2 separate regions of the Mus musculus genome follow, and region 2 is linked to region 1. Evidence: chromatin contacts called from public HiChIP or PLAC-seq data. All regions are on one chromosome and are shown on one strand. Each heading gives the region's core, a stretch centred on a gene start, on an enhancer-like site or on the middle of the called end of the contact. The rest is flanking DNA. Distances are from core to core; before and after follow the strand shown. Region 1 holds the start of Castor1 (cytosolic arginine sensor for mTORC1 subunit 1). Region 2 overlaps Lif (leukemia inhibitory factor).

Region 1 (4,819 bases), core at 330-2,829:
AGCTGAGATTTAACTTAAACTGATCTTATTGCCACAGCCTCCTATGTGCTGGGATTACAAACACCATTTAGTCTGTTTCCTATCTGCAAAATGGACTTCATGGGCTTCAAAGCACCACCAGAGGGCACCCAGTGACCAACTGATGGGAAAGCTCCCTTGCAGACAGATTTCCCTACAGAACAGGGAATCTAAGTCCTTAGGGAGGGAGGCTCAGCCAAACTCTAGGTGGCTAGCTTGAGACTCCAGGCCTTAGAGGATGGGGCAAGCAGGCAGACATGGAAGCCAGAAGTCATTTCCCCGGTCCCAGTCCTGAACAGGGACAAGGGCCAGGGTAGCTGTTGTTCACTCAGACTCAGCCAGGAGGCCCTGGACCCTGCTCTGGGCTTGCTGCCTGCCCCTGCATTCCTTCCCTAACTCTCAGCCGCCTAGGCTTCCCAAGCCAGTAAGGGAGGGGCTGCTTTCCACTGGGGAGACAAGTCCAAGAAGAAATAATGTTCAGGGTAAAACAGCTGCAGGAACCCCTTTATTTTCCCCTAAAACTGTGAGACACCATGGCCACCTGTGCTGGCCTGGGACTCATATTCAGCTCCGTGTGGGTTTTACGTTTATAAAACTCTCACAAATTTTGTCAAACGGTCACGACTCCATCCCACACAGTACTTCAGTGAGTGATGGAAGGTTTGAACCCGGACCTATATTCCTTTGGGGTCTAAGCTCTCTGGGAAGCTGGATCCCTAAACTTAGTAAGAATACTGCTTAGAGGCAAACAAGGAACCAGTTCCGACCTTTAAAGCCCTCCTCATCCACCATGAGAGTGTAATCTTCCGGAGTCTCAGTCAGGCTGAAGAACTTGCACCTAGGAGGAGGGAAGGGGTGGGAAGACTTTCAGCCTAGAGTGAATGGAATGGAGACAGCAAATGAAGTCTGCTCCAGCAGCACTAAAGGACCCCCCACCAGGAGCCTTCCGGACCCGCACTCGGGCCTCACTCTCTTCCTTGGATCAATGAGTCTAGATCCCATATTTGGGATCTCCCCTCCATTCCACAGAAGTGGAAGGCTTTGGGTCCCCCTGGACAACTCTCAAAAGTTAACGTGAGGAGACTAGAAAGGGGCTACAGCCTGCCAAGGAACACATGCCCCCACTACACTGCCTACTCCAGGCAGTTTGCACCTTGACAAGCCCTGGGAGCGGGGCCCTCCGGGCCGGATAGGCGGCGTCGCAGAAAGGGTAAGGCCCAGGCTGGATGATGGCCAGAGTGGCTAGCGTCCCCACCCGGTACCCGCTGCTTCGCGGCGACTCTAGTCCTCCGCCCCTGGCCCAGAGGGGCAGAGGAGCCTCCACCCGCCCGACCTGCGCTCGTGAACCCGGGTGCGCACCGACTGCGACAGGGCAGGAAGAGCAGCTTGATGAGCGGGTGGGTGTAGAGCCAGAGGCCCGGACGGGCAATGCTCAGTACTCGCACCCGGTGCTCTAGGATGTGAAGTTCCATCGCAGATACGGCAGCCCCGGCCTGGCCGCCAGCGAGACCTAGGCAGGAGGCGATGCGGTGGCGCCGGGCTTAAAGAAGCACCGCCCGCTACCGGTCCGCCCAGCCAGGGATCCACACTTCGGCGGCCACGCCCCACAGCCACTGTGAAGTGGCCACGCCTCCTCCTGAGCCCTGCCTACCGGGCGCTGCGGGCTGCCTTCAAACTCTGCCAAAGCCACTCTTCTAGCCCTCACCCATCTGAGTCCTTCAAGGACACGCCCCAGACACGCCCTTTCCGCTGGACGCCCGCTGTGTTGGGTTTGGGAACGTGCTGGAAGCTCCTGGTCCCCTCCCTGTCTATCCTCCAGGCTCGCACGTGGGCTTTATGGTTAAAGCCACTAAAACGCAGAGCCTGGCGGTGGTAAGTGTGTATCTTTAATCCCAGCACTAGGGAGGCAGAGGCAGGCAGATCTCTGTGAGTTCGAGGCCAGACTAGTCTACAGAGTGACTTCCAGGACAGCTAGAACTACACAGAAAAACCCTGTCTGGACTGTAGGAAGGCTGGAAGCCGGGCTGGAGCTCTGTTGGGGCCAGAGCTGTCCATAAATCTCCGGAGTGGGGAGGTTAGGCTGGAGACCCGCGGAACAGCTGAGTTGGAGCCTATCTTCCTTTTATTGCCGGGGGTAGGGGGCAGGGACTGCAGAGCTGACAAGGACAGTAAGGACTAAAGATCCCTAAGAATGGGGTGCCCAAGGTTGGTTTGATAGTACTGCAACCCTATCTTGTTGTTGTTTCGACCAGCAAAACCTGGCCGGTGTGGCAGTTTTTAGTCAAACAACTTCTGAAATAGAATGCTCCCCACTGAGGGGAGGAACCGAAAAAGGGTCCTCCTCTCCTGTCTAAGCAACATACTATGGACTCTGAATCTTTTTTTAAATTTTATTTATTATATGTAAGTATACTGTGTCTTCAGGCACACCAGAAGAGGGTATCAGATCTCATTTCGGATGGTTGTGAACCACGTGGTTGCTGGGATTTGAACTCGGGACCTTCGGAAGAGCAGTCAGTGCTCTTAACTGCTGAGCCATCTCTCCAGCCCTTACCCCTAGATTCTGAATCTTATTCCAGGGACAACCCTAAGTACCTGAAGTGAGAATGCCCAGGGCTCAGACACTGAGGGGACAGGCCATAGTATTTGAGGTTCCCTGGGTATCAAACCAGAGACCTCCCTGTTGAAGTTTTCTTAAAGCGTCTCATCATTTGCAGAACTCAACTGGCCTGAACACATCTAAATTAGCTACAGATCCAAGAAGGCCCCTAAGCACTGGCAGACACCCCAGTGATCAAGGTTTAAGAAAACCCCAAGGCTGAGCAGAAACGAGCAAGCACAGGTTGATTTCACGGCAGGATGGGGCATGCTCCAAAGGGCCCTTGTTTGGCCCAGACACTCGGCTTCAGGTTGGAGGCTTTAAACAAGGTAGTTTAAAGCAGGCCTTGGGTGTGATCAAGACCCAACAGGCCCACGCAGGACTTGATGCTCCAGACCCTGCATCACAGGCAGAAGGAAGCTGGGCTCAGTCCTGTTCCTGGCTTTGCTAGCTCCAGATAATTCTCATGGAACAGTGTGCAGCCGTCACATCCTGGCCTGTCCCCTGGAGAACTAAGGGGGTTGGGGGGTGCTTTTCAAAGGCTGAGCCCATTTCACCACAGCAAGTGTGAACAGAGTAGGAAACCACAGGAGTGAGAGGCAGGAGGTGGAGAGTGTGCAAGCTGCCCAGAGTCTCTGGTAACCGTTTGCCTTTCTAGCCTCAGTCTCCCCAGTTGTACCAGGACAACACGTGCTAGGCCCAGGCAATGCCTAAAAGCTCCCTGTGAGTCTGTCCCTCCCTCCCTGTCCCCTGCTATGGTCTGGCCCAGCTTGGTCTCAGGCCAGGAACAACCACTATTGTTTGACTAGAAAAGCTGCTTCCTCAGCAGAAGGGGGGCCTCTCCCAGGGACACCCTGTTCTCCTCACCGCCAACTATCAGGTTGTAGCTGAGCACCTGCCTGACCCTCCACCGCCCTCTGCTCACTTGGGTGAGGGGCTTGGGTGCAAATGTGGCACTTGGAGGAGGAGGACATTGAACTCCTCTTATGTCAGACACAAGCCCAGCCTGGCATGTGGACCGTGTCAGCCAACAGAAAGTAGCGCTTTATCAAGGAGGCCCACTTCTCCCCTCACCTGTCTTTCTTTGGTGGAGGCTTGTGTCAGGCGCCTGCAGTACCTTGCCCTGGCGGCAGCCCCTGATACTGTGTGAGTGCTCACAAGTTAACTGGGGTCTTAAGTGAGCTCCTCATCTCACCACGGCAAGTGTGGACAGAGTGGAGAGCCACAGGGCTGAGAAGCAGGAGGCAGAGAATGTGAAGCTGCCCTGAACCTCAGGTAACCATTCGCCTCTCCAGACTCAGTATTCCCAGCTGTACCAGGACAATGCAGCCTAGGCCCAGGCAACGCCTGGAAGCTCCTCCAAGTCTGTTTCTCCCTACTCCCTGCTATGGTCAGCATCTAGGTCTGGCCTTGGAGCCTTTAGCTACCTCTTCAGGATCTTACCCCCAATCCCCAATAAAGAAGCACAGAGCAAGGCCTTGGGGACTATTTCCTGTTCTGCCCAGTGGTGGGCTTTAGCCTGGACTGACTCTTCTGTGTAGAGGTGAACATGGAAGAAAGATGGGTCGAGAGAGAAGAGCCAAGAACAGTAATTGGCTCTGGACTCCGTGCTCCTGTATGTTTCAGGGGGGCTCCCGGGATGAAGGGCGATAGCCCTTTGGGTCCTAACTATACACAGCTCTATACACAAGCCTGTTTATTTCCGTACAAAACCATATATCTATTTTACACAAAGAGTACCCCACCGCCTCCCCGCATGCCAGCACCCTACCCCTGGGTAACATCTCCCCAGAAGGATGGGGCTGAGACCCAACCCCTTTGGCCACAGCTTCTGCCTGTGCTGGCTGGACCAGCTCAACTCAAGAGAAAATAAATAAGGAGGCCCAGGCAGACTCTGTACTGGACCAGCCAGATCCTATCCCAGCCCACGGGCCAAGCAGTTGGCTCCTCAGGCGCAGAGGACCTGGAGTGTTGTCAGTCTTTGAACCGTGTAAGACGTGAGAAGACCCCCGCGGAGGCCTGAGCTCCCGGGGTTACAAGTAGGTGTCCTCACTCTCCTGGGAGGTCAGGCTCTCCTGGGAATGGTGGCAGGCTAAGTTCTGAGGAGTAGGGTCCTGGGGGACCGGGTCCTTTGGGGACACACCCTGAGGAGGACATGCATCTCCTGCAGCAGTCACCACTGTGGCTTGACTGAGGCCTGGG
Region 2 (5,080 bases), core at 1,498-3,997, 53 kb before region 1:
ACCTTTCCCAGCACAGCAGGCCCACCACCGCTTCTTCCTATCACACAGTGATTGTCACAGTACTCTCAGTGTGACCTAATGGCCTTTAATAGTCCATTGTTCCATCAGGCCAGGCCAGGGCCTCTCCCAGAGGGCAGGCAGGTGGTGGATTCAACCCAAGAACCAAAGCCCTGGGTGAGAAACCAACCCCAGAGGCTGCCTTAGGTCCACACCCCTGCAGCTCCTGACTGTGCTTCTAAGCATCTTCAATCTGCTCTTCCCTGAACTGTAGATAAGGTTTAAGGATGGATAAGGGCCTGTTTGGGCGGGGCAGCACTCATCTGCCCGCAGGAGGAAAGGACACGTGGGCTTCCAGCAAGGGGATGTTCAGAACCTTTCCCGATGTTGGTCGCCAGGCCCAGGCCACTTTGCTGGGTTAGTGGGTGATGTCATGAGGGGCTGGTGAGGGTAGCCTTCCTCTCACTCCACATATCCACAGATGCCCAGGGAGTCTGGCTGGTTTTTGAAGCTGCAGCCTCTCATCACTGAGGCAAGACACTGGGACTCCACATTCCTCACCAGCTCCCTGCGAAGCCCATACTAAGCAGAGCTGGAGAAGTGGGAGGCAGTCAGTCCTATCCTGGCAGAGAGAAGATGAGATGCTGGCTGAAGATGCCTGCCCGATGATTCTGTAACCTCCTGCCTTGGACTTACCAATGCCTAAAAAGCTTTCCATCATTGGTATCTTCTCAGAAGGGTTAGCCATTGCCTCCAGGCAACAACCAAGATACACATTTGTGTACCAATTCATAGATGCAGAAACTCTGCTCTGCTTTCCATAATGAATCTCTCAGGGGGAGCCCAAGATTCAAACCCCAGAGCAAAGTACAGGAGATATTTAGGGGACCTACCAGACACATCTGTGTCTAACAGTTTGACCCCCATTGTTCCCCAAGGAATAGAGAAAGGGTGCTGTGGAGAAGGCATCTCTTTGTGGGAGGAAGCACTCCCTGAGAGCCATCGGTACCCCCCCCAAAAAAGCCTTGCAGAAATGCTGTCATGGCTGCTTAGTTAGCCCACTTAGGGCACAATGTCTCGTGTGATTCTGATAGGAGCCTCTGGACCAATGTTGATGCTGCTCCTGTGCCTGTGGACCCTTCCTGGGTGACGGAGCTCCAGACAGACGCCATTTCCAAATCCCTGAAACTCCACGCAGAGAGAACATGAGGGTTGGGAGCTGAGTGGGCCCACACCCATTGGGCTGGGGACTAGCTGGGGTCACCTCTCACTGGGAGGGGTGACCTCGACATTTTAGATTACTCTGGATATTCAGTTCCTCGCTCTGGGCTTCAGTTCTCTCCTCAGCTAACCGGGAACAAACTGGCTGTTGTGCTTAGTGAGATGTCACACCAGTACCCATGGAAGCCATCGGTCCCCTCTCTTAGTGGCACCTCATATTCTAAACACCACTCACTGTTATTTCTGGGCCCAAATACCACCCTCCTACCCCTCCTGGACCGATGGAGGAAATCTCATCTTCCAATCCTCCTATAGTCCCAACAGGAGGTTCCCCCACAAGCCCTCACCAAATCAATGCACTCCAGAAGGCTCAACAAGAATGAGTTCTTTATTATTTCATTTTTTCTTTAAAAAAAAAAGACACTCCTTCAGTATAAAAAATAAATATTTTAAATATGACATTGAATAAATAAAAATAATCTGTCAGTATGAAACATTCCCACAGGGTACATTCATCAAAGAGGAATTTGTCACCCAAGGCCAAGTCCCTTCCAAAGGAAAGGAAAGAGGGAGAGCAGCAGTGCAAAGGAGAGGCTGGGCTGGGACTGGGGAGTCATCCGAATGCAGACAGCCATATCATTTCCCTTCTGAAGCCGCTACCATGCAAGACTCCGGGGTCCTGGCCCACATACCATGTCTGCTCCAGAGAGCAGGCAAAGCAGAGCTGGGTTGCTTGAGTCGGGATCAAGGACACAGAAATAGACAAGAGTGGGGGGAGGGGGGCAGACCAGTAAACTCTCAGTGCTTTCAGGTTTGAAGTTTTAAATAATAAATAAAGGCCCCTTTGCTTCTCTCTGGATAAACTGCAAAATGCCCCATCCCTTTTTCTCTGGTCCAGACACACTACCTACTATGCTCGGTGGAAGTCAATGCTTCCAGGTGAAAGATGTCAGGTGAGCAACTACCTGCCCCTAAAGTCTGTTTTCCCCAAAGGCTCAATGGTTCTGGGATGCTGGGCAACTGATGGAGTAAGACGCAGGTAGGTGGTTGCGTTGGGGGGACGGGGGCGTGCACGGAGAGAGTCCATTGGTCCCTGAGCCTTCAAAGCTGCCAGGTGGGCGGAGCCCAGAGAGTCCAAGTCCATACAAATGTGAAGTGATGACAAAGCCCAACAGGCCCCAGGCTGTGGCATCATCTTGGCTTTTAGACAAATTGACTCTCAGCTTGGAGAAGGGCAGCCAGTCCTGAGATGAGCCTGACGCAGCAACAGGAGTACGGTGGAGTAACTTTGTCGCTGACACGCGTGGCCCCCACCATAGTCTCCTTGCTGCATCTATGGTTCCAGGCCTTTCCTAAGCCAGAGCTCCAGGGCCTGTCCACCTGCCGTCCAGGTAAAGTGCTTAGAGAGTGACAGAGAAAGGTGCAAAACCGCGTGAAGCAGAATCCCACTGCTGAACTGCTAAGGACCGCCCTGTTCAGAGCCTGAGAGGCAGGCAGCTAGCTCTGTAGTCAGCCACTGCCCCAGCTTGGCTGCCTTCCTCCCTACCCTGCTCCCAGATCGAGGGCGTTCCTCTGCTTGCCTGGCCTCAGCACAAAGGAGAGATCAGATCGGATTCCCTGCCTGGGAGCCCAGACATGGGCGGGAGTGGGAAGGCAGCGATGAAGCAAGGACCACAGCTTCCTGGTCTGTGTCCCAGGCGTCTCGGGCCTTGATCTCCCCTTCTCTGGCGCACTGGGCAGCTGTTCAGGCCCAGTTCAGGGCCTGCACTGCTCCAACCTCCTGTATTCACCCTCTGTGGGTGTTCGGGCCACCCGAGGAGCTTCCATGCTGGTCGAAAGCACGCTGGGTGCCGGGTCAGGATGTTTCAGCACTCCTCAGCTACGATTTGAGGAAGGAATCAGTTTTGCCCAAGGTTCCAGAGCCATTCACTTCATTATGAATGGTGCACCGCATAGCAGGAATCTAGGGGGTGCCAGAGAGCTCAGTGGGACAAAACAACAAGAAACTGTTCCACCCCCTTGGAGACCAGAGGGAGAAGGGGGGGGGGCGGGGAGAGAGAGAGAGAGACAGAGACAGAGAGAGACAAAGAGACAGAGACACAGAGACAGACAGAGACAGACTCGGAGAGACAGAGACAGAAGCAGAGAGACAAACTGGCCCAGCTTTTTCTGGGGGACCCTGACACCCTAAAAGTGAGTCACAGTGGGAGACAGAGGAGCTAGCCAGCTCTCTGATTTGACCCATGAGCTGCACCTGTAACAATCATGTGCCTCCAGACCAGGCCCCACTAGGTGGAGAGTCTCGGCCCCAGCTCCCATGGAAGGAGCCTCATACCATTTCGGGGAATTAACTTTGCCATTTAAAGCACCAATAAGTTAATATAAATAGGACATAGTAATAAATAGACAGCTGTGCTGGATCAAACACAGCACTCTGGGCCTCATCTTCCCTGAGACCCTGACCTCAAGTTCTGCTTCTCCATGCTCCAGGGACCCAAGACAGCCCTCTGGTCCCCTTCAAGTACCTTTGCGACCTCCGGGGCCTCAGACCCGACATTCTACTTTATGCTACCTGTCTGTCTGCTCAAGATCACCTGTTCTCAGGGGTTGAGAAGCAGATGAGAGCTGCAGTCGGCTACTGCCTCAGCAATGGCTGGCTGCCTTGCTCCTTCCCTGACTCCTAGACAGTTAGAGGTCCTTCCCCGGGAGGACTCTGGGAACCTGCCTTTGCAGCCTGCCTCTTCCTGCCTGCACACACCTCACCTCTAGGTCCAGCTGGCAGACCCCAACCACGCCAGGCTGTGGGGGGAACTGCATAGAAGCTAACCGAGTTCGTCAGGCTTTGACAACTGGAAGCTGGCCGCTGTGCTTCTGTGGGAGCCTGAACACTGGTGACCTAGACTCTTCCATCTGACAGTCTCTAAGCCTGAACTCTCTCATCCAACTCAAGAGAAGACACATTCCATCATTCCACCCCAGGGTACCCTTCCACCCACAAAACTTATAAAATAAAATAAAATAAAATAAAATAAAATAAAATAAAAGGATTCCTTCTGGATCCCAGTCCCCTTAGCTCTCTCACATCCCAACCAAGCCTTCCAAAGTTTCTCTGAGAGACAGCAAAGGACCAGATGATGGTGACTCTGTAGGGGTCTAGGACACTTCCCAGCCCTTTGCTGTCTGCTGTAGACAACTTGTGCAGCTTGTTCATACACCCAGCAAGCAAGGGGCTGAGTGAGTGAGTGAGTGAGTGAGTGAGAGTGAGTGAGTGAGTGAGTGAGACAGAAATCTCTCAGACCAACACCCTCATTGCCATTTCTAGCTGGTGCTGGGCTGTATAGAAGCTCTGCCTATGGAAGTTTCAACTTTGCCAGATTCCATCATGGCCCAGCCCAGAGTGCAGTGAGTACCTGGAAATCCCTGGGGTCTGCCAGCAGCCCCGTTTTGCATTTAACAATGTCCCAAACCCCAGCACATTTTGAGCCCCCTCCCCACCTCCGGATCCTGCTCCTGAGGTCCCTCAGTCCATGGTACATTCAAGACCTCCTCTCTAGAAGGCCTGGACCACCACACTTATGACTTGCTTGTATGTCCCCAGAAGCTGGCAACCCAACTTTTTCCTTTGGAAGGCTTCTTTGTCAGAGTGGTCGGGGACAGGTGGCACATCCACGTGGCCCACACGGTACTTGTTGCACAGACGGCAAAGCACATTGCTGAGGAGGCCCCTCATGACGTCTATAGTAGCATTGAGCTTGACCTGGAGGCTCACGGCAGTGGGGTTCAGGACCTTCTGGTCCCGGGTGATATTGGTCAGGGAGGCGCTCAGGTATGCGACCATCCGATACAGCTCCACCAACTTGGT

What was found. HiChIP or PLAC-seq counts read pairs in DNA pulled down with a chosen protein or histone mark.
Region 2: an H3K4me3 HiChIP or PLAC-seq map of embryonic stem cells shows a contact between it and region 1, with 55 read pairs. The contact joins the enhancer-like site here to the promoter of Castor1 in region 1. A contact is called at or near these places in 4 of 39 promoter capture datasets (hematopoietic stem and progenitor cells, macrophages, neutrophils and 1 more), 3 of 15 datasets of contacts at CTCF or cohesin (CD8 T cells and embryonic stem cells), 26 of 484 Hi-C or Micro-C datasets (B cells, CD4 T cells, CD4 single positive thymocytes and 14 more), 11 of 115 datasets of contacts at active chromatin or transcription factors (the 230-238 cell line, CD8 T cells, the HPC-7 cell line and 3 more) and 4 of 9 other capture datasets (adipose tissue, embryonic stem cells, liver and 1 more).

Annotation. Positions count from the first base shown.
Region 1 is chr11:4,214,985-4,219,803 of GRCm38.p6, reverse strand. It overlaps Castor1 (cytosolic arginine sensor for mTORC1 subunit 1), which reads right to left and starts at 1,579. Exons shown (of 9, transcript NM_028022.2): 1 at 1,378-1,579; 2 at 786-856. The coding sequence starts at 1,490. Tbc1d10a (TBC1 domain family, member 10a) reads right to left here. Exons shown (of 9, transcript NM_134023.1): 9 at 4,299-4,819. The coding sequence ends at 4,651.
Region 2 is chr11:4,269,023-4,274,102 of GRCm38.p6, reverse strand. Lif (leukemia inhibitory factor) reads right to left here. Exons shown (of 4, transcript NM_008501.2): 4 at 1,589-5,080. The coding sequence ends at 4,769. Among named protein-coding and RNA genes, the nearest start is that of Gm11958, 14 kb to the left of the region's middle. Within about 2 kb of position 2,747, at least 77 of the 459 cell types and tissues checked have an H3K27ac peak or open chromatin away from gene starts, as enhancers often do. A contact at or near this core is called in adipose tissue, cortical glia, embryonic stem cells and 2 more, where this site is marked.